Linked DNA regions of Mus musculus: regions 1, 3, 4, 5 and 6 are each linked to region 2. A link is a contact called in public Hi-C, HiChIP or PLAC-seq and promoter capture Hi-C data. All regions are on one chromosome and are shown on one strand. Each heading gives the region's core, a stretch centred on a gene start, on an enhancer-like site or on the middle of the called end of the contact. The rest is flanking DNA. Distances are from core to core; before and after follow the strand shown. Region 1 has its middle 13 kb from the start of Gm36481. Region 2 holds the start of Mn1 (meningioma 1). Region 3 overlaps Gm29935 (a long non-coding RNA gene). Region 4 has its middle 4.3 kb from the start of Gm36481. Region 5 has its middle 16 kb from the start of Gm29935. Region 6 has its middle 37 kb from the start of Gm36535.

Region 1 (3,553 bases), core at 794-3,293, 300 kb before region 2:
AAAGAGCCACCCCACCCCATGCCTCACCCCATGCTTCCTAGGCTCCATCCTCAGCTCATGGGCTAGCTTGCATCTCTGAAGCATTTCCCCTTTATCTGTAAGCCCTCTGTTTGCAGCTTCATGTCTGGTGCATCTCTTTGTCCTGGGGTCAAGCCTAAGCTTAGGTATGCTCTGAGCTCAGACCCTCTGAGCCTTTCCTATTCTTGATCTGCTTGGGCTCTAGCCTTCGCCTGCTTTCTCTATGGGTTTTCTTGCTATTTCTCCGACAGACACTTAAAGGACATGACTGTCTCCAATCTCCCTGCCAGCCTAGTTCTACAGCTAACCCACCCTGTTTAGACCATTAATAACACTGTCCTCGAACTTCCTTCTGGGACCCATTTTTAAATGCTTTTATTAATGAGTCTTCCAGCCCCAAAGGGAGCCTCAAGGTCCTGGTCAGACCTTATTGTCTCAGCTACTCAGAGAATTTCTCTTTTTAAGATTTATTTTTATTATTTTAAGTGTGTGTGTGTGTGTGTGTGTGTGTGTGTGTGTGTGTGTGTGTGTGCACATGAGAACAAAGCTTTCAGAGGCTTCTCCTAAAACTGGAGCCACTGACTTGGTTCTGAGAACCAAACTCAGGCCACCTGCAAGGGCAGCAAAGGTTCATAACCACTGAGCCATCTTGTCTCTCCAGTCCCAGGGAGTCTCTCTTGACTTCATACTGTAAACTCTGTAAACATGCCTGAGGAGCCCCTGTGCTTCTCAAGGGCACCATGAAACCAGGCTGCCATGTGAATAGGCATGAAGGTTATATAGGTTCACAGAGAACACCAGGAAGGCTTCCTGGAGGACATGATTTCAATCTTCTTCAGAGGACCAATAGCAGAGAGAAGCTTAGGCTTGGAGGAGGGAACAAGGTGGTGGGTTCAACCAATGACATCCTTTTTCAGGACATCCTATAGATATGATGAACTTCTACGAACAACAGACTGGTTGCCGTGGGTTATAGGACCCCTCAGAGTCAACCTTGAAGCCAACCGTCTTTGAATCAGAAAAACAGAAGACCAGAGTGGAAAGGCTCTTGCTTCAGGTTATACAGCTGGTTCACAGCCAAGTGTTCGGACGTACACAGAAGTGTTTTCTGGAGTTGGAGAGGCAGTGGGCAACAGAGCAGAGGCCCCAGGCAAGGAAGGAAGGGAGGAAAATAGGACAGGATGGAACTTAAAGCAAGAGCCATACAGAGGAGGCTGACTGAATTCTGCAAAAGACCCCTGCCCGAGGCCATAGCCAGTAACTGACAACCAGTTTCCACTCCAGCAGCCCGGTGTACTGTCAAGAAACTGTATCTGCCCGAAGGAAGAGTCAGCTCTGAGTTGTCCGCAAGGCAGCATGGGCTGGCAGAGTCTTTGAAAGGATTAGGATTTGGGGCACCAACTACATGAGGAATGAGGAACGCTGTTCCATTCACCCCGTAATCCCTGTGACTAACCCTGTGGTGGGAATCAGGGTTGTCCTCCTACAAAGGCTGCCGGCTGCCAGCCCTCAGGGCCTCCTGTGCAAGAGCCTGAGGGAGTGGTGGTGGGCCTGTTGGAGCTATCTGTGCTCACTTGAGCTTCCTAGCACGCATCTCACCCCCTTCCTTCAGCCCCTCTGCAAACCTCCATGTTGAAGAAGGGAAAGGAAGCAGGGGGATGTGGGGAGGGGGGATGACTTCCCTCTTGCCCATGTGATATCTTAGCTGGACTGCAGACAGCTGGGAGTCACCTTGGCATGGTGTCTCCCCAACCCTGTCTTTCTCTCTCTCTCTCTCTCTCTCTCTCTCTCTCTCTCTCTCTCTCTCTCTCTCTCTCTCTCTCTCTCCATTTGGCTTCCTCAGTGGGTGGGGCCATTTGGCTTCCTCAGTGGGTGGGGACCCCACCCTCATTAACAGAAGGCCTCACGTGGCTCCCACCCACCCCCTGACACACATCCAGGGTGTCAGTTCCCACAGCTTGAGCACCCCTCCTCCTGAAGGGAGGCAAGACGTGAGGGGGCTGGGCTCAGCAGCCGGACTGACAGACTGAAGGGCTTACTGCCAAGAGAGGTGCTATCTTCCCGCTCAGCGTCCTGGATTGAGATCTCCAAACACCATCTCCCAACATTTGCCAGATTTCTTTTTTCTTTACCTCAAAGCAAGTGGGGCTCCAGCGTGCATGGGCTATGTGGCCTGCCTGGGATGCAGCCAGCTGTCACATGGAGTGAGAGTGGTCATACATGTAGGCGTTCGGAAGGAGGATAAAGGGAGGTCAAAGCCCGGGGAAGCTGAATGAAGAGATGATGGATAGACAGGTGGAGGGACAGACGAACAGACATGTGAATGGACAGGTGGGTGGATGGACAGGTGGGCAGATGGGCACACAGAGGGGCAGACAAGAGGACAGATGGACAGACATGTGAATGAATTGGTAGATAGATGAATGGATAGATGCACGGAGAAAAGGTTGGTAGTCTTTCCAACCTTTTGTGGCATTTCCACACATATCATCTCTCCCCAGTACCCTGTCTCACACTGGTTTTAATAATCACCTTTGACTCCTGGATTGTGAAGAGCCTTTGTCTCCTGTCTTCAAGCTCTTGAGCTTCACCAAGTTCAGCATGGTGGATGAGCACAGAGGGCTGGGGAGGCAGCCGCAGACACTGGCACCAGTGGGGAATATGAAAGGATGAAGAGAGAAGGTGACAGAAAAGGAGAGAGAAGGAGAAAGTAGGACCATTGGCCTCTAACAATGCAGTGCCCCACATGACGGGAACAAGCGTGCTTTAGAGGTATCATCATCACCCACACAGTCTTCAGCAAGACCTGAAGGGCTATGATGCTCTCTTCTAGCAGGGGCTGGGCTTGGGGGACAGAGGGGTTTTTTGGTTTTTTATTTGGTTTGGTTTTTTTGGTAGCCATATAGAACTTGGGACTGTTCTGAGTCTTTGGGTCTGACTTGAGAATTATCAACTTGTGCATGGAGGGCAGTGGAGTCTGCAGTATGGTCACATGTTTCAGCTGTGTGATTATCTTATACAATGTGACAGAAGGTGGGTATTAGGATAGATGGTGAAGGGAGGGGAGAGAGAGGGAGGGATGGGAAGAAAGGAGATGGGTGGATGGATGGATGGGTGGATGGATGGATGGATGGATGGGTGGGTGGATGGGAAGAAGGCGGGTGATTGGTGGGTGATTGGGTGTGGGATTGGCCTATCTGTCGATGAGTAGATAACTAGACAACTCAATTCACCTTGCCCATGTGCAGTGTTTGGTGACACAAAGGCTGACTAGTGTCAGATCTGAGGCATTGCGTATCTCTGGCCAGCCTGACAGCAGAGCATATGCTATAGGGGTCTCCACTTTCTCCCACTCAGCTCTGGCCCAGGACACATTCAAGGGTACAGGAGACCTTGAGGGCACTGGGGGCCTTACATGGAATGAGAAATACTAGGATATCTTTTACTGATGACACCAGGACTTTGACACAGAGGCAGGAGCGAGCTCAAATTACATGAAGAAATAATGCAAAACAGAATCTGTGCATGAACTCTG
Region 2 (3,730 bases), core at 269-2,768:
CCAGGCTGTGAGAATCCGAGCCGCTAGAGGCGGACAGGCCGTGAAAAGAGGCAGCCCGGTTAGGGCTCTGGTCCAGAGGCAGGCACGGGGCAGGCACGGCGTGGCCCGAGGTGCCCGAACTATGGAAGTCCGGGAGGTTTCCTGGCCGCTGCGGGCCGAAGCCCTCCGGCCCCTGGCTCTCCGCCATGTGCTCATAACTCTCTGCGAAGGGAGGCTGGCTGCCCAGGCCGCCCGCTGCACCTCCGTAGCCAAGCAGCCGGCCCCCGTGCAGACATGAGGCACCTGGATCCGGACCACCGAAGTTGCCCCCAAAGTGGGGGTGATGCTGGTGCGGGTGATGGCCTCCGGGATGGCTGTGGTGAGGCTGCTGACCGCCGAAGAAGCCATGCACAGGCTGCGCCTGCAGCCCCCCTGCGTGCAGCTCGGAGTGGCTGCGCGCATGAAAGCCGTAGGGCTCCATGTTCAAGCCCAAGATCGGGGGTTCGCCCAGAGCGCTTATTGCAGGGTCCACGGGGCCAGTAGGAGGCCCGGCGTGGAAGGCAGGAGCCTTAAAGTGGGCGTTCATGCTCAGTCCGGCTTCGTTAAAGTTCCCCTCGCCCTGACCAGCGTGCCGGCTGTTGATCTGGGGCTCGAATTGGTCCAGCCCAAACATACTTGGCGGGGGCGGGGGGGGCGGGGGGGGGGCGGGAGGGGATCAATAGGGCATGACAGCCTGCTCCGCCGCGCGCCTCCGGCCAGGTACTCGCCTCAGCCGAGGTTCCGGCGCTCCGGGACGTTCTGCACCGCGGGGCGCAGCGCTCACTGCCGCCCGGCCCAGCGCGCGGGCGCTGGCTAGGAGCTCTCTCCGCTGCTCTTCGGAACCTCGAAATCGACCCAAGCGGGCCTCTCACGTCTTGCGAGGCCGCGGCGCCTCCTGGAGCCTTGTCGGGGGGCCCATGCCCCGGGTCGATGGCACGGTCGCGGGTGGGTATGCGGAGAGGAGACCTGGAGGCCGACGAGCTGAGACAAAAAGTTAGATAGGGGGGAGGGAAGGGGACGGAAGAGCAGAATGATCACCTCTGGAGTCCGCGGCGCGGCGGCTGGGGCCGTAGCGGAGCCCCTTGGTCCTTCCCCTGCCCCGAGTCCCCGCTCCCGGGCCGCACCGGCTCCCGCACCTCCGGTCGGCCGCGGGCGATCGGCGGCGAAAGCCTCAGCGGCTCGGAAGACGGGCTGCTCCGCTCCTCATCGCCGGTGCTGGATTCACAGCAGTAGACGCGGGCGCCGGAGCGGGAACGCAGGCTGCGGGAGACGCGCGGCTCCGCGGCTCCGCGGCTCGGGCTCGATCGCCGGTCGCCGCGCGAGTTCGCGGGAGTCTCGGGCCGCGCGCGGGAGGGGAGGCGTGGGGCCGGCGGTTCCGAAGCTGTGGTTCCCGCCTCCGCACTCCACGGGTCCCCTCGGACCCGGGAATGGGCCGCGCGGGCGAGCAGGGCGCGCGGGGCGGGCGAGGCGCTGCGAGGTCCGGGATTCCGCTCCGCGTCTGCCTCTCGCCGGCGCCGGGAGAAGCAGCAACAAGTTTTGCGTTTCAGCAATCCATTCCAGCCATTACCTCTGCACCAATCAGCGCCGCCCGAGCGGGCTCGGGGGCGGGGCTCGCTCTTAAGGTGGTCCCGGGTCCCGGCTGCGCAGGCCCGGCCACCAACCCGCGCTACTCCGGGTCCGGCGCTACGGCGTTGGGGGTGCGCCCCAGGTGCCCCCGGCTGGGGAGGGCGCGAGCCTAGGACGACGGCGGGAGCCAGGCTTTGTCCGCCCCCTTCCCATTCACGCTGTTCTCAACTCCCCACCCCCAACCGGAGCCAGCGCGACCTGCGGGGTGGGCAGGGGGCGGGGAGGTGGGCGGTGAGCTGTGCGGGGCGCACAGACAATGGGGTAGCCTGGCAGAGTCCCCGGACGCGCCAGGGAAAGTCGCTAAGTGTCGCCTGTGCTGCAGCCCGGGGCAGCGCCCCAGGGAGCCGGCCCTGGCAAGTTCACGAGGTGATCGCCGAGGGGAAACACGAAGTAAGGTTGTCTCTGCGACCAGAGACTGGCTCGCTCCTTCCCTAGTCTCCCACCGTCCGCGGCTTCCGGTTCTCTGCCGCTGGCTCCACCGGGAAGAAGCCACGCACCCTCGGCCGCTTTGTGGAGCCACTTCGGGTGAGCCCGGCGCGGGAGCGACGAGGCGAGACAATGCGAAACCCTGAGGAGAGCGACGCGCAAAGGGCGCACGGGGTGGGGGCGGGGGTGGGGGCGACACCTTGCTGCGGCCACAAGCAGGCAGGCCCAGGCCCTGAAGGGCGCGAAGTTGGCCTCCTTAAAAGATCAATTAAACTGAAGAGGTCAAAGAACGGAATTGGATTGTGATACTAAAATCAATAAGAGTGATTTAATACCTACCCTATTTCATATGGAATATTTATCCCAATAATCTTACTTAAAATTGTTTAGATCTTTCTACTCCTCACGGAGTAGAGGCTGAAATCTATCTTGCAATTAAAAGTTAGAAGTTGGAGGTGATAGGAGGTGGAGGTGTTTATTCTGTGGACGCGCGCGCACCCAAGCGCCAGCATGCGTGTGCGAGTTTTCCTCTCAAAGTGTAAGTAGGGGAGGAGGGGCGGAAAGGCTTTTAATTTTCCTTGTCATGAAATAAAGCGAGACAATTTTGCTGGCAAGCCAGGATTCTTAAAAGAAGAGGGGAAAAGAAAAAAAAAAAACTTTCGTTGAAGTGCCCCCGATATCGCTATTAAATCTAAATAAAATTAAGCACGGTGTATAAAAATGCCTTCCCCCCCCCCACAAAAGAAAGTGTTTATCGCCCAAGTCTGTCTAGCGTTTGCTAAATTACGCATGAAATCTGAAATGAAATAAACGTTATAATAAAACCAACCCGGAGCCCTTTTTATTTAAAAACCTCAGATTAAGCACTCCACTGTCGCGGGCATGAGTTAAAAGTTACCGTGTCATTCGCGGCCGATTCATTACTCCCTGGAGCTTCTGAGGAAAGAAACGTTGGAAAATGGGCTCGATTTAGGAAGGGGGGGCAGGAAGCCCCAAGAGACGTCTCAAGAAATCACACACACACACCCAAGACACACACTCTTTCACACACACAAACCCATCCCCCACACACTCACTCACCCCCACCCCCACCCTCACACACTCGAAATAAAAGCTCTCAGGAAGCTGCAACAAGCTCGGGTTTTTCCTGCAGTCTACAGATTTTTTTTTCTTTTGAAATTAAAAATGAAAATTACCCCCACCAAAAAACGGGGCCCATAAATAAGCATTGGGAAGAAGTATTTGTGCAGGGTGGTGGAGTTTTAAAAGGATTTTTCTGCAGGATCAGGTTGTTGGTCTGTGATTAAATATTGATTTTGTGTAATTAGTTTTCATGCGAACTATCCTCTTGCTGATAGCTTAGAGGTTTCAGAACTAGAAAAGAAATGGAATTGGACATGGAAATTATTACTTAGCAAAGTGACAGGGAAGGAAAGCCAGCGAGAAGACAGAGGCTTTGCCTGTGTAGGCACAAAGGAAAGAGCACCCCGTTAGACACCCCCAACTAACCCTCCAGGCCCAGAGCTGAGGGCCCTTGAACCTCCTGGGCAGAAAGGGGGAAGAGTTCCGGAATAGATGTCAGGAGGAGACCCCAGGTAGCAGAGCTGTGACACCTGGTCATGTGCCTCTGTCCTGCGGACAGTAGCCTTCTAAATAGGTT
Region 3 (3,464 bases), core at 923-3,422, 480 kb before region 2:
AGCTGAAGTAGGGAGAGGAGGGGATAAATAGGGAGGGCCAAGGAAAGGAGGAAGAGGAGGAAGAGGAGGATGGAGATGAGAAGGAAGGGAGGAGAGGGAGTGGGGAAGAGCAGAAGGTGGTAGTGATGGTGTAACTCAGTCCTGATTTCTTCTCAACTGACAAGGCTGGTGACAGAGTTAGATTTAGAGGGTGAAGCTGTGAACCATCTGTGTTCACACTGCATGATACTGGTGCACACTGGCTAGGGACTCACTTCCCCTCACTAGCATCCACATCCATCCTGGGGAAGGAGATGGTTGAGAATCCATCCATCCTGTGTCCTCTAGAGCCCTGGGGGGCACAGAGGCTTTCTGAAGTTTCCCTGGTCCAGGTGTTCCTAGGGAGACTAATGGACTGTGAAAGAAGGCTGTCCCCATACCATCTGCCCCATCTTTTTTGAGCAGTGTCTCAAGATACCCTGCCTCAGTTTCCTGCCTGCTCAGTGGGAATGGGTGGGATGTAGTGGCTACAGAGGCTCTCAAAGATCTGGCATTGTAGAGCACCCATGTTCACCCATGAGAGCACCCGGTGCTGAAGGAGTCTCAAGGGCATTTGTAGCTTCCAACTTATGGGCACATGGGGATTCTGTCAGCGCCAGAGAGCTCTCTGGGGGAAATATAGCTACCAACAGACATAGACTCTGGGGGAAAGGTCTCTGGAGACAGAAGCTAAAGTCCCCAGGCTCCTGAGGTCCCCAAGCTGAAGAAGGGAGAGGCAATGTGCCTTCAGTTCTCTAGAGCTTGTGCAGTAATCAGCTTGGGAAATAGTGGGTCAAAGGGAGGGATTGAGGTAGTCTCAACCCTCTGACTCCCCAGTGGCTCAGATTTTGTGGCACTCAGCTGGCTGGTGGGCTCACCTTGAACTATATACCCAGGAAGTGGGAAAAATGTCACAGCCTCTGTGTTTAGCTGCTTCCCATATGCGTAGGGGCCTGGCCTCTAGGACCCTGCAGAATGGTGAGCCTTACATTTTCTCCTGTAGCCGACAGTGAATCCTGCAGGAAGAGACACATCATGCAAATGGTAACTGTGGGGTCAGGTGTCCAGCATTGGTGATGTCAGAGGTAGGAAGCTGTGGGCTCCAGCAGCCAAGATGGCCTTCTGTGACATATGCAAATCCTGAGCTGATCTGGGAAGTCCTGACCTTGGACAGGACTTTGTTTCCTGGAGGAAGCCACCTCCATCCTTCCAGCTCTGAGGCCTCTCCTAGACTCTTCCTTCCATGGGGTGGGGAAACAGGTACATCAGAGTAGAAGGATGTATGAGGACCCACAAAGAAGGGAGGAAGCCTCCTGCACCTCCCCACAGCATCCAGGACTGTCAGAGAAGCACACACACACACACACACACACACACACACACACACACACACACACACAAATGCCAGGCAAGGCTGAGGGGCTTTGTCTTGTTCTGTGTCAAGGATTCTGACATACGTGATTGGAACCGTGAGGACTGAAGTTCTGCTCTGTCTGAGTGCTTGAACTGCATGGCCCTGCTGAGTGACCTTGGGCCAGGGAGAGTTATCCTCTCCGAGCTTCAGTTTCCTCAGGAATGATTTGGGAAACGAAGCTTCTCTTTGGCGATGCCAGGCTCTGCAGATCCACTGGTGCTCACTGCCAACTGTCTTCCTTACTGGACTCTAAAAAGAAAACGTTTAGTGACAATGGAATAGTTAATGCATGCCACATCCCTCTGTATGCTAAAGGTCGTTCTGAAGGAACATACTAGATTGCTCTATAGCCATTCACACTCTTCACAAACGTGGAGCAGGGTCTCCAAAAGGCTTTGTGTCTCGGTCAAGTTCATCGGCACCTGAGCTAGGTTTGAGACAGGGGGACACAGACTGGTGTGTGCATGCCTAGCCTGTGGCTCCCTTGATCTCCAGTGTCTGGTTGGACCCCCTTTTGTTCCTCATCTTCAGTCAGGTTTGCTTTGATGCAAGGGGTCACTGTCCCCTCCCGTTGGTGCGCAACACTCCCTCCCTAGGCAGCAATCCTGCTGAGCCTTCCACGGGGCTCAGTCCAAGGTCTGAACAGATTATTGACAAATTAAAAATATAAGCTATTGAGCAGACACTGGGATGGAGTCCCAGGGCTGTGGCCCTGCATCTCAATGAGGCCGCTGAGCGTGGGGATCGATGCTGCGGGTGGAGGGAGAGGCAGACAAATTGCCCCATACATAATGCAGAGCCTGACGCTAGTTAATAACTGCCGGGAGTTGGGGGGAAGGCCTTGTCTGAGTCAGTGATCAGCACCCAACGCTTCCCTCATTCTACGTGCTCCATCTGCCCTCCGCAGCCCACGGATGCGGGAACCACTAAGCCCACTTTACAGGCACAAGGTAACCATTAAGATCAGAGACTCTGTCAGGGCAGAGATTTAGCCTAGGTTCTCCACACTCCAGAGCCTGTTCAGATGAGCTCCGTCTCTCCTGCCTGTGTGACTTTGGTGCAGTTACCGTACTGTCTGTACCTTTACTTTTTCACGGAGTGCGTGTAGAGAGGGTCTTTGTAGGGCTGCTGTGTTTGCAGGTCCTGCACACACCCCTCCCCCATTTGCCCCTTCACTTCTGTGATGGTGGCGGCAGCGGCTGGCTCTTCACTTCTTTGTCTCTGGCTTTCAGACTGGGAGTTTCTGCTGATGGGCACCAGTGATGAACATGTGTGGGGCTGGAGAGTAAAATGAGGACCCCTTCTACCAGCTGCCTGCTTCCAGCTTAGTGTGGTCAGCCCTGACTGGGTCTGTCCATCACCTCCACAGGGCAGCTCTCTCCTGCGGTGGTGGCCTTACCAGGGCCAGAATCCAACATCAGTCCCTTTCATGGGCTTTAGCTCCAGATGGAAGTCCCCAACCTGCAACACCTCCTGCCCCTTTCCTGAGCTTGTCTGGGGTTTTTGTTTTGTTTTGTTTTTGTTTTTTCTTTTTGTTTTGTTTGTTTTGTTTTGTTCGTAACTGCATCATTCTCAAATGCTCCTTAGCCCATCAGTGCCTCACGCTCACAGAAAGGACTGTACCTGGATACCCAGCCAGCCAGCTTGTTCCCCTCCTCCAACCCCCAGCAGGAAGGGTCACCTTCCTGTTCACACATCACTCCCTGGAAGTCCTGAGCAGCGCCCCCACAGGATCCAGAATGCTGGTTCATGTGGTGCTTGGCTCTGTAGAACTGTGGCTTCTTCCCAGGCTGAGTTGGGATGGCAAGGCACTGTCCTCCACATGCACATGGTCTTTATCACTGGATAGGAACAGGAGACAATCTTAGAGATGCCTTTCAGACAATCAAATGGGCCTTCGATAGATCTCTGGGGGCCCACAAGGCATAATGAGCATCTGGAAATATCCTTGGGTGGGTGAAAAGCTAAACAAACAGGTGTGGTGTATTCAGTATGGACAGAAGAAATGTCCCCCCACCCATTTCTTCCTTGA
Region 4 (3,605 bases), core at 206-2,705, 290 kb before region 2:
CCCTTGAGACAAAATCTCTGAACTTAAAACTAGGCTGATGTGCAAATCCCTGGAAGCCATGATAAAAAGCCAAGTGTGGCCAAGAGTGTTTGGAACCCCAGTACCATGAGAGGCAGAAGCCAGAGGACCAGAGAGGCTTGCTGGCCATCTGCTCCCCACCCCCTTTTCTGTCTCTGTTTCTCTCTCTGTCTCTCTGATTCTGTTTCTCTTTCTCCATCTCTCTGTCTCTCTGTCTCTGTTTTTCTTTTTCCATCTCTCTGTCTCTCTCTGTTTCTCTATCTCTCTGTGACTCTGTTTCTCTCTGTATGTTTCTCTTTCTCTGTCTCTCTGTCTCTCTGTCTCTCTGTCTCTCTGTGTCTGTCTCTGTCTCTCTGTGTCTGTCTCTCTGTCTCTCTCTGTCTCTGTCTTTCTGTCTCTCTCTCTCTCTCTCTCTCTCTCTCTCTCTCACACACACACACACACACACACACACACACACATACACCACAAAGACATTTCAAAGAAAACTTCATTTTAACCCCAAAGAGTGAATTTCTGCTCCCCAAAGAGCAAATTGCCATGCAGCTTTCCCAGGACAGTGACGATGGCGACAGCCACTAGCTACTGTGCTTTTCATACGCTCGCCTTCTGGGCTCTGTGTCACGTGTCTTATAATTCATCATTAGCTGGCTTCTTCTTGTGATTCGCTTCTTTAGCGTCTTCTCTGAAGTCTCCAGGTTAGCTATTTTCAGAGCCCCGAAGCTGAGCAGTTGAGAGACGGTGTGGAAGCCACTGACTTCTACCTACACACATGATTATTTTACATGCCTCCCTTAGTGTGCAGTCAGCCTCTGTTCCCACAGCAACACACCCTCGGTCGGCTTCATCCAGCACTTTACAGAAGCTATTTTTATTGTATTTATTTATTTATAGGAGGTACACATGACACTGTACATGTGGGGGTCAGAAGACAACTTTGACATTTGATTATCTCTTCCCACCATGTGGGTCCTGGGGATTGAACTCAGGTCAGCAGGATTGGCTGCAGTTGCCTTTACCCCCTGAGCCATCTCTCTGGCCCTCTTCAGACCATTTTCAATGCAGAACCTGTCATCATTCTCCAGACAATGAGGTGCAGCAACTGTCTCCACAGCTGTCATGTTGAAGCAGGGGTCAAAGGTCACATGGGAGTGATTGACATGTGCAGCAGCCTCCTCAGCAAATGCCGCAACACTCCACTGTATGTAAGGGATGGGCATCCCAGATCCTGGTGCCCAGGGAGGTCTGGAGGCAAGCCCTGTGGTTGCTGAGAAGGGACTGAATATGTCATACACTACATCCCATTACACACATTGTATAGAATGTATAATGTAACACAGTGTGCTTGTCATACCACACATTTCCATGTGTGTGACATGCCACGCGGATGTCGCACACGGGAGCCCTGGCAACGGCAGGGAGAGAAAGCAGAATCCGGGTGTGCAGCCCAGCTAGGATCAGGTGTCTTACCATTAATAACTAGGCACAATTATGCAGGAATGTTTCCAAGGCTTTGAACAAACCCTGTTTACCTTCAGCCTTACAGAGCGAGGGGAGGGGCATCCAAGGGAATTTTAATCTTAGACTAGAGACTTATTTTTACCCTAAGATGGCTTGATGAGGGGTGGGTGGGGGCACGATTTAATCAGGAATGTACTTGGCATGCAAGCATGAGAAATGGAGTTCAGGTTTCCAGAACCTACCAAAAAGCCAGGTATGGTGGTACACATTTATAACCCAGTGCTGACGATGGGGAGATGGAAATGCCTGGAGTTCGCTGGTTAGCCTGACTGGTAAGCAAATGACAGACCCCATCTTAAAGGGAGCAAGAAACATCTAGAAAGAGGTCACCTGAGGTAGGTATCCTCAGTCTTATACATGTAGGGGCACATAGGTGTACCTCCTCCAACACACACACACAGACACACACACATACACAGATACACACACATACACAGATACATAGAGAGAGACAGACAGACAGATAGACATAGAGATACACACAGATACACAGAGACAAACAGACAGAGAGACACAGAGAGATACACATTCATACACAGATACATGCATATATACAGATACATGCATACATACATATATACACACAGAGATACACACAGAGAGAGACACAGATACACACATATACACAGATACACACACATACATAGATACACACAGAGATATACCCACACTCAGATACACACACACATACACAGACACAGAGAGATACACACACATATACACAGATACACACAAAGATATACAGATGCAATTACACACAGAAATACACAGATACACACAGACAGACAGACAGTCAGACAGACAGACAGACACCGAGATACACAGACACATACACAGATACACACAGAGAAACATACACACTCAGATATACACACATATACAGATACAGACACATACACAGATGCACACACACATACACAGATACACATAGAGAGAGACAGACACAGAGAGATACACAGATACACACAGAGATACATACACACTCCGACACACACATACACAGATACACACACACAGATACATACACAGTCAGACACACACATACACAGATACACACACATACACAGATACACACAGAAATACATACTCAGATACACACACAAACATACACACACACAGAGATACAGATACACACTTACACACAGAGACAGGCAGACAGACAGACAGACACACACACACACAAAATAGGTTCACTTGGAAGAGACACACAGAGCCAAGTGATGACCATTCCTGCTGTGCACAGATGCTGGGTCCCAGAACATCTGCAGGAGTGAGAGCCGGCGTCCTTTTTATTCACAGTGGGAACCCCGGAGCATATTGCTGCTGACCAGCAGGACTCTGAAAAGCTCTGCCTCACTCAGGCCCCTCCCTGGCATGGAGGGGGCCTGACCCATGTCCTCAACAGCATTTGTGGTACCCTATCCTCTTTCTCTGGGTAACAGGGCCAGGCCTCTAGACCTTTGTCACCGACCACAGAACTAGTAGCCTCTCGGCTGAGCTCGCTCATCCACTCACACTGCTGAGGCCGAAACTAAGTCCTTTCCTCACTTAAGACAGAGGAAGATGCAGAGTCCGTCAGCTTGGAGAGCCACGGAATACTCGGGGACCACAGGACTTTCATAAAAGGCAATTTCTGTAGCTCGCCGCGGGGATAAAAGCGATGGTATTTTTCCTTTCTTTTGCTTTGGAACTTGATGAAATCATGAGATTATCCGATGGGGGGTGGGGGGGAAGATGGGCTCCCCACAGGGGCCGTGCCTCAGGGGCTGCAGGGGCGGGGCCGCAGGGGCGGGGCCGCAGGGGAGGGGCCGCAGGGGCGGGGCCGCAGGGGCGGGGCCGCAGGGGCGGGGCCGCAGGGGCGGGGCCGCGGGCGCCTTACCAGATGAGCCATGCCTGGCAGCCCACTCTGCAGTGTTAGCTGTCCATGGTGTCTATGCTACTGAGGACCATCCTTTCTTTCCCCTCCCCATCAGAGGATCTCCCATGCCGGCCTTAGCTCTTGCTCGAATGATCTCAGGGACACTGGTTCCAGAGCACTAAGAGGACAGCAGACACCTTCGCCTGCC
Region 5 (3,428 bases), core at 592-3,091, 460 kb before region 2:
TGTGGCCCTGTTGAAGTAGGTTTAACCTTGTTGAAGAAAGTGTGTCACTGTGGGGGTGGGCTTTGAGACCCTCCTCCTAGTCACATGAGAAACATTTTACTCCTGGCTTCCTTTGGATGAAGATGTAGAACTCTCAGCTCCTCCTACACCATGCCTGCCTGGACACTGCCATGCTCCAGCCTTGATGATGATGGACTGAACTGCTGAACCTGTAACCCAGCCTTAATTAAATGTCCTTTATCAGAGTTGCCTTGGTCACAGTGTCTGTTCACAGCAACAAAACCCTAAGAGCTCTACATCTTGTTCCAAAGTCAAACAAGAGAAGACTGGCTCCCAAGTGGCTAGGAGGAGGGTCTCACAGCCTACCCCTACAATGACGCACTTCCTCCAACAGGGCTACACCTAGTCCAACAGGGCCAGACCTCCTCCAACAAGGCCACACCCACTCCAACAAGCCACATCAACTGCAAAAGGGCCACGCCTACTCCAACAAGGTCATACTTCCTAATAATGCCACTCCCTGGGCCAAGCAAATTCAATTCACCACACTGGGATTTGCCTGTCTACTGCCATGTGACTTGGGACAACTCTCCCCCTGCCGCCTCCCCCCCCCCACACTCTGCTGTGGGCCCCATCATCTCTAGGACTTAAATTCTAAAACCCCCTAAGAAGGTTCAGGATCAAATAGATGGAAGACTGCAAAGACCAGGGATGGCCCCTTCTACCTAGCTGCTTCCTCTTTATCCCCAGATCTGGAAATCCGTGGCCCCAACTTACATCTTTTGGCTAATTTGGGCCTGACTCTGAGACCAGCTCAGCAGCTCCATAGTTGCCAGTGTTGATGTGAGCTTGCCGAGAGCCACAGCCTGTGTATCTGGATCCCTCTCTGAAATCTCCAATGATCTTCAAGGCTAAGACAGGTGCCTCTCTGAACCTGAGAAGCACCAAGTCTGCAGAGTCTGCCAGGGGCTCTCAAGGTTGCCCTTGGCTGTCCTGTGCCTATCCTAGCCTTGATTTTACCCTGGCCCCAACTGTAGAAGAGTGCTAAAGCCACCTGACCAAGAAGAAGGAGTGTGGGAAAGCAAAGGAAGGCTAGTTTGTTCCCCAAGCCCTCTCTAGGACCGTCTCTACCAACTTCACAATAATGTCCACATAGCCCTGCTCAGCATCTTAGAGCAAGCCCCAGAAGCCACTTCAGTCCCTTTAAGTGATGACACCTGAGGGCCCAGCAACCTCTGCCCTGTCTCACCTGAGAACAGCTCCCAGCCTAGGGTAAGCAACCCCAAGCATCCCTGTAGATGCCACCACCACAGCCACAGAGACACACCAACAAGACCAGTCCACAGCTAGTCTCATTTAACTCTATGTCCTTCTAGAAATTTGACACCACAGCCCCATCCCTGCAGGGGAAGGAGGGGGGGCGGCTCATCTGGGCAGCAGGGCCTCTTCCCGAGCAGAGTTTCAAACCACAATGTCTTTGGCTTCACCACATAAATGGCAAGAGGGATATTCAGGGATGCAGGAGGGAAGCTGGGAAAGGATGGCCTGGCTGCCTGCATCCTGAGACAGGTCACAGCAAAGCAAGCACACAGGAGACTGGGGCAACAGTGTGGGCAGGCTGCCTCCCCACCCACTGAGGTCGTTCCCCCTCCTTGCCCCAGCTCCTTTGCAGCAGCAGGCTGGGAGCCCTGGTGTGCCCGGCGCCCCTGTGATTGGCAGTCTGCAGATGGCGGGATGCCTTGGAATTTATTATCCAAGCATGCCTTTCTGAGGGGGCCTCGCTGCCTGACACTGCTTTATCTGAGGGCTGGGAATGGTTAGCCGATCCCATCTGTTAGCCAAAGAGTGAAACTCAGTGGGTGGGGAAGTGTATGAAGTCATTTAAAAGGAATTTCTCTGATGCTGAGGCCAGGGTGGTAGGTTATCTGCTCTTGGGCCCTCAACTGCCTGACTCTGGGACCCTGGGTCTTGCAGCAGGGTGCATGGGTCTTACAGTGGGTGTATGGGTCTTGTGGCAGGGTGCATGGGTTTTGCAGTGGGGTGCATGGGTCTTGTGGTGGGGTGTATGGGTCTTGCAGCAGGGTGCATGGGTCTTGCAGCAGATTGCATGGGTCTTGTAGCAGGGTTCATGAGTCTTGCAGCAAACTGCATGCGTCTTGCAGTGGGGTGCATGGGTTTTGCAGCAGGGTGCATGAATCTTGCAATGGGGTTCATGGGTCTTGCAGTGGGGTGCATGGGTTTTGCAGCAGGGTGCATGAATCTTGCAATGGGGTTCATGGGTCTTGCAGTGGGGTGCATGGCTCTTGCAGTGGGCTGCATTGCAGTGGGGTGCATGGGTCTTGCAGTGGGGTACATGGGTCTTGCAGCAGGTTGCACAGGCCTTGCAGAAGGTGCATGGGTCTTGTAGCTCATGGATCTTGCAGTGGGATACTTGGCTGACTGTGCCTCCTTGTTCTAAAGCAAACATTGCCAGATCCTTCCCATTCACAAGCAACTGGAAAATCACAATGTTCTTCCTGAACTAAAATTTCTGTTCTCATACCCTCAGTATCTTGGGGACAGATAGGGATACATGCATGACTCTGAGTTAGTACTGAAGTCACTAATGAATCCAGGAGCTGAAAAATAAGCAGAGCAAGCAGATTCTCTCCTAAGGCTGCGGGCCAGCTGGCTTTGCATCCTCCCTCACTCTGACATTGGGAGAGACTTCCAAGACAGGTGTGCCCAGGGGTGACTCTCCGCTGGTCACTGAGGGCTCATGGGTACCTGGGAAGGGCTTGGGGCTGAGGTTTCCAGGGCCTGGGTTTGAGGGTGACTCCTGCTGGATGGTGTAAGGACCATGTAAAGATGTAAAGAGAGAGGCTGGGACAGGAGTTGAGGAGTACACATGCCAGGCAGGGTGTCTCCTCTATGTCTCCATAGGCTCTGCTCCTGCTTCCAGGACTCTGGACCAAAAACATGAATAAATTGAGTGATTAATTGGTACTGCATTGTTTGGTGGATGTTGCCCCTGCTATACAACAGTTTTCACAGTGGTGGTGTTGCTATAGTTACTGCCTCATTTTGTATTTTTACTACAGGGAGAAATAAACCATTATATATACTCAATGGACATTAGACAATGAATGAATGAATGAATGAATGAATATGAAATGAATGAATGAATGTGAAATGAATGAATGAACATACGACCAAGTGAGTTTGAGAGTGAATGACTTAATGGTAAGTACTTGAATTAATGAATGAGTGAGTGAATAAATGAATGGCTAGGGTGTTGAGTGGAGCCAGCAGATGAGCTCAACAGGACGAGGCAAGCAGAAGCCTAGGGCTGAGAGGCCTCTGGAAGCAGGCCCAGCTCTAGGTGTCTAAGAGTTACCTTTGTACTCTCTCACACCTGGAATGTGGCAGCCATCTGACTGTGTCAATGT
Region 6 (3,493 bases), core at 942-3,441, 410 kb before region 2:
TATCATGACCGAGAAAGCAAGTTGGGGAGGAAAGGGTTTATTTGGCTTACACTTCCACATCATTCTTCATTACCAAAGGACAAGACAGGAACTCACACAGGGTAGGAACCTGGAGGCAGGAGCTGGTGCAGAGGCCATGGAGGAGTGCTGCTTACTAGCTTGCTCCCCATGACTTGCTCAGCCTGCTTTCTTATAGAACCCAGGGCCACCAAACCAAGGATGGCACCACCCACAATAGGCTGGGCCATCCCTCCCTACATCACTAATTGAGAAAACACCTTACAGCTGGAGCTCATGGAGGAATTTCCTCAAGGGAGGCTCCTTTCTCTGTGATAATTCCAGCTTGAGTCAAGTTGACACACAAACCAGCCAGCACACTGGGACAGCTCCAGAGAGCAGCAAGTGATGAGAAAATGTCTTCCAACACAGCAGGGACTGACATGATGCCCAAGCTGTGAAAAACACCACAGTTCCAATACATGGCAGGTGCTGTAAATGATGTCAACTTTTGAGAGCAAGGCCAGGATTGATCCCTCAGAATCCATCGGGTACCACTAAGCAAGGGATGAAGTGGGAAGATGGCAGGAGGCTTGTGTGAGTAGTTTTCAATGTGTGTGTGTGTGTGTGTGTGTGTGTGTGTGTGTGTGTGTGTAAGTGTGCATGTGTATGTGTATTAGTGTATAAGTGTGTGTAAATGTGTGTGAGTGTGTATGTGTCTGAGTGTGTGTTTGTGTGTGTGTGCATATGTATTGTATACGTGTGTGTAAATGTGTGTGTGAGTGTGTAAATTGTGTGTTTGTGTGTCTGTGTGTTTAAGTATGTGTGTAAGTGTGTGTGAGTGTGCATCTGTACATGTATATAAGTGTGTGAGTCTGTGTATGTGTGAGTGTATGTGTGTGTAAATGTGTGAGTCTGTGTATGTGTGTGTGTGTTTGTGTGTAAGTTTATGAATGTGTGTGTATACGTGTGTGTGTGTGTTGTAAGTGTGTGTGTGATTTTGTGTGTTTGTGTGTGTAAGTATGTGTGTGAGTGTGTGTGTGAGTGTGTGTGTGTGAGTGTGTGTGTAATGCTGGCTTACTTTTGTTCTTGGGGAAGTCACCCCCACTTTGCCTCAGTTTCTGAGTCAGCTGCCTGAGGGGAAGGTGGCAAAAAATCATATGGAATCCAGGCTTCAGCCTCCCAATGCTCAAAAACCTGAAGATAGAAACTCAGGGACTCAATCGGCAGCTGAAACCTCTGTCCCAGTGGGTGGGATGTACTTGCTGTGTGATGGTGGATGGACACTTTGCCTCTCTAAGAAACAGTGTTCTTTAGTTCTTGCCATGCAGACAGTGAGCAGTGTGTTGCAGGTTGCTGTGTGTTTAAGGTTGTTTGTTTGTATGTATGTATGTATGTATGTTGTAGGTTGAGCTTGCTGTATGTTAGAGAATATGTTTGCCCAGTTCTTGAGGCAGACCCAGGGATTTTTACCTGCTAGTCATGATTACGATGAATGAAGCTATGAGAGTAAAAAGGAACAAGGTTTCCATACCCTTCCTCCTATTCTGTCAAGCACCTAACAACATGGCAAGCAAGAGAATGCATGTACACATGAGTGAACACGGATACATGCATAGACACATGCATGAGCACGTGTGTGCTGGCAAGCATGAGTCCCACTCGCTTGAATTCTTAACCCTGTAGAAGCAGTTAAAAGAAATGGCCTCAGAAAGGTCCTGGAGTGTGTGTAAGTGTGTAAATGTGTGTGAGTGTGTAAGTGTGTGTGTAAGTGTGTGATTAGGTATGTATAGTGCTGGCTTACTTTGTGTTCTTGGGGAAGTCACCCCTACTCATCCCATCACGCAAGGAGGGAACAGGAGATCCCAGTGCTCCAGAAACTCATGCAAAGTCATCCAGGGCCCAAGCTGACTCCAGCTCCCACCTCCAACCATCTTGTGTTCTTCTACGGCCCCACACAGCTGATCTCTGACTCTAGTGACCTTGTACAGACCTCCAGCCTATGAGTGACACATTTTGTGGTCCCGGAAGGCATGCTGTGGGGAAGGGCTCTCACGGCTACCAGGGCCCTAGCCCTAGGCCATTATCATTCCTCTTGATGTAATAAATACATTTTAAGAGAAGCAGATGCCTGAACAGTTGGGTGGGAAGGACCCAGGCATGCAAAGGGAATCTGCTTTGTGAAAATCTGTCTGTCGGCCAGACACCGGGCAACAAGGCACCATCAGCCAAGTCTGGGTCCGGCTGCCAGGTGGGTGGCTTGGGCTTTGGTTGTGCCTACTGATCTTTCTGCACCCCTGTCCTCCAATGCCCCGATGTGATCCAGTTGCCAGTTCTTCTGAAAGCAGGCAGGCCTGGGATGCTGATATGACTCTGTATAAAGTTGGCCAAGGCAGCAGAGCCATGGTGCAGATTAAAACGTTGGGGATGCTGGGGGTTCTCCTGACCCAGGCTGGCCACTTCCCTGTGGGGCTATGGGTGTAGGGGAAGAGGGGAGTGGGAGAGAATGCCTGCGTCAGGCCAGAGTTCCGGTGCTCTGAGCAGGCAGATGCGGGAGGACTGCAGGACACTTTCCACGAGGCCCCTGGTGGGCATCTGGCTGTGTGAAGCCACTGACCCCACACGGCAGGGGGTGGACAAGGGTTAGCCCCCGGTACCAGGTTTTCAAGTGACTGGCATCCCACTCTGGATACGGCAGAGGAGCTGAGAACATAATAGGGGCCCCGGGGCTACACTCTTGCCCCGGAGATATGGGAAGAGAGCAGAGGGAGAGAGGTTCCCAAGCAGGCAAGAGTCCTTAGACCAGTCCGTGACTGGAGCACAGGAAGGCCTTCTAGCGGGAAGTTAGAAGAGGCTCACTAGAAGAAAGCCTATCCCATTGTCCAAGCACGGCTGGCCTTGATGAGCAGAGATGGTCTATGGTTTTAGAGCTTTATTCTAGAGAGAAAGGCAGGGGGAAAGAGAGAAGATAAAAGGAGAGAGAGAGAGACTGGCCATAGCCAAGAGGAGAGAAGGGAGAAGGGAGAAGGGAAAGAGAGAAAGAGGGTTAGAAAGTAAGAAAGGTGAAGGCTTAGAGAGAGGTAAAAGCTTAGAGAGAGAGTAAGAAAAGTTAAAGCTTAAGAGAGTAAGAGAAAGAGAGTAAAAGGAAGAGCTTAGAGAGCAAGAAGGGGCCAAGCAGCCCCTCTTATAGTGGACTATGTTATTTTACTGTTGCTAGGTAACTGTGAGGAGGAGTTTAGCCAGAAGGCTAGAAGCTTGGGACATTGCCTACATAACTGATAGCAACGAGCTTCTCCTGTGGGGGATGTGGGGGCGGTAACTTTGACAGGACCCATGGGTCCAGGAGACATGAGGGAACGCCTTCCATACCATGTAGATGGAAATTACCACCACCGGGTCTTACCAGGGTTCAAGACCTCAACTCGACTGGACACCATTGCCCAACACTTCCCCTAGTAGCTTCTTCTGTTCCACTGGCCTCACTCCCAACTTGTGA

The links. Promoter capture Hi-C pulls out the DNA fragments that hold promoters and counts their contacts. A called contact is a pair of places that touch in the nucleus more often than the background predicts. HiChIP or PLAC-seq counts read pairs in DNA pulled down with a chosen protein or histone mark.
Region 1: a Hi-C map of cerebral cortex shows a contact between it and region 2, with 5 times the contacts expected there. The contact joins the enhancer-like site here to the promoter of Mn1 in region 2. A contact is called at or near these places in 15 of 39 promoter capture datasets (the 3T3-L1 cell line, the C10 cell line, the HPC-7 cell line and 9 more), 1 of 15 datasets of contacts at CTCF or cohesin (the NIH/3T3 cell line), 37 of 484 Hi-C or Micro-C datasets (CD4 T cells, LSK cells, the P5424 cell line and 17 more), 18 of 115 datasets of contacts at active chromatin or transcription factors (astrocytes, cardiomyocytes, craniofacial prominence and 11 more) and 3 of 9 other capture datasets (adipose tissue, embryonic stem cells and pancreatic islet).
Region 3: an H3K27ac HiChIP or PLAC-seq map of VIP interneurons shows a contact between it and region 2, with 7 times the contacts expected there. The contact joins the enhancer-like site here to the promoter of Mn1 in region 2. A contact is called at or near these places in 4 of 39 promoter capture datasets (the 3T3-L1 cell line, hippocampal neurons and liver), 28 of 484 Hi-C or Micro-C datasets (the C2C12 cell line, MC3T3-E1-derived osteoblasts, the STO cell line and 15 more), 18 of 115 datasets of contacts at active chromatin or transcription factors (the NIH/3T3 cell line, VIP interneurons, a beta-TC-6 cell line and 15 more) and 1 of 9 other capture datasets (embryonic stem cells).
Region 4: an H3K4me3 HiChIP or PLAC-seq map of forebrain shows a contact between it and region 2, with 4 times the contacts expected there. The contact joins the enhancer-like site here to the promoter of Mn1 in region 2. A contact is called at or near these places in 4 of 39 promoter capture datasets (embryonic stem cells, liver and trophoblast stem cells), 1 of 15 datasets of contacts at CTCF or cohesin (the NIH/3T3 cell line), 2 of 484 Hi-C or Micro-C datasets (cortical neurons and embryonic stem cells), 18 of 115 datasets of contacts at active chromatin or transcription factors (SST interneurons, VIP interneurons, bone marrow-derived macrophages and 13 more) and 2 of 9 other capture datasets (liver and pancreatic islet).
Region 5: an H3K27ac HiChIP or PLAC-seq map of the NIH/3T3 cell line shows a contact between it and region 2, with 10 times the contacts expected there. The contact joins the enhancer-like site here to the promoter of Mn1 in region 2. A contact is called at or near these places in 7 of 39 promoter capture datasets (the 3T3-L1 cell line, embryonic stem cells, frontonasal cranial neural crest and 3 more), 20 of 484 Hi-C or Micro-C datasets (the MC3T3-E1 cell line, MC3T3-E1-derived osteoblasts, cortical glia and 9 more), 14 of 115 datasets of contacts at active chromatin or transcription factors (the NIH/3T3 cell line, bone marrow-derived macrophages, craniofacial prominence and 10 more) and 1 of 9 other capture datasets (embryonic stem cells).
Region 6: a promoter capture Hi-C map of hippocampal neurons shows a contact between it and region 2, with 11 times the contacts expected there. The contact joins the enhancer-like site here to the promoter of Mn1 in region 2. A contact is called at or near these places in 4 of 39 promoter capture datasets (the 3T3-L1 cell line, embryonic stem cells, hippocampal neurons and 1 more), 1 of 15 datasets of contacts at CTCF or cohesin (the NIH/3T3 cell line), 21 of 484 Hi-C or Micro-C datasets (the C2C12 cell line, brain, brown adipocytes and 11 more) and 18 of 115 datasets of contacts at active chromatin or transcription factors (the NIH/3T3 cell line, SST interneurons, craniofacial prominence and 11 more).

What each region holds. Positions count from the first base shown.
Region 1 is chr5:111,719,456-111,723,008 of GRCm38.p6, reverse strand. No RefSeq gene overlaps it. Among named protein-coding and RNA genes, the nearest start is that of Gm36481, 13 kb to the right of the region's middle. Within about 2 kb of position 2,043, at least 9 of the 459 cell types and tissues checked have an H3K27ac peak or open chromatin away from gene starts, as enhancers often do. A contact at or near this core is called in cerebral cortex and embryonic cerebral cortex, where this site is marked.
Region 2 is chr5:111,415,088-111,418,817 of GRCm38.p6, reverse strand. Mn1 (meningioma 1) reads right to left here and starts at 1,518. Exons shown (of 3, transcript NM_001081235.2): 1 at 1,155-1,518; 2 at 1-999. The coding sequence starts at 652.
Region 3 is chr5:111,897,464-111,900,927 of GRCm38.p6, reverse strand. It overlaps Gm29935 (a long non-coding RNA gene), which reads right to left. Exons shown (of 3, transcript XR_389544.3): 3 at 2,951-3,273. All of the region lies in intron 3 of Gm36794 (a long non-coding RNA gene), which reads left to right. Among named protein-coding and RNA genes, the nearest start is that of Gm29935, 6.0 kb to the right of the region's middle. Within about 2 kb of position 2,172, at least 7 of the 459 cell types and tissues checked have an H3K27ac peak or open chromatin away from gene starts, as enhancers often do. A contact at or near this core is called in VIP interneurons, where this site is marked.
Region 4 is chr5:111,701,636-111,705,240 of GRCm38.p6, reverse strand. No RefSeq gene overlaps it. Among named protein-coding and RNA genes, the nearest start is that of Gm36481, 4.3 kb to the left of the region's middle. Within about 2 kb of position 1,455, at least 19 of the 459 cell types and tissues checked have an H3K27ac peak or open chromatin away from gene starts, as enhancers often do. A contact at or near this core is called in cortical neurons and forebrain, where this site is marked.
Region 5 is chr5:111,875,699-111,879,126 of GRCm38.p6, reverse strand. No RefSeq gene overlaps it. Among named protein-coding and RNA genes, the nearest start is that of Gm29935, 16 kb to the left of the region's middle. Within about 2 kb of position 1,841, at least 72 of the 459 cell types and tissues checked have an H3K27ac peak or open chromatin away from gene starts, as enhancers often do. A contact at or near this core is called in the MC3T3-E1 cell line, the NIH/3T3 cell line, embryonic fibroblasts and 3 more, where this site is marked.
Region 6 is chr5:111,828,804-111,832,296 of GRCm38.p6, reverse strand. No RefSeq gene overlaps it. Among named protein-coding and RNA genes, the nearest start is that of Gm36535, 37 kb to the right of the region's middle. Within about 2 kb of position 2,191, at least 4 of the 459 cell types and tissues checked have an H3K27ac peak or open chromatin away from gene starts, as enhancers often do. A contact at or near this core is called in hippocampal neurons, where this site is marked.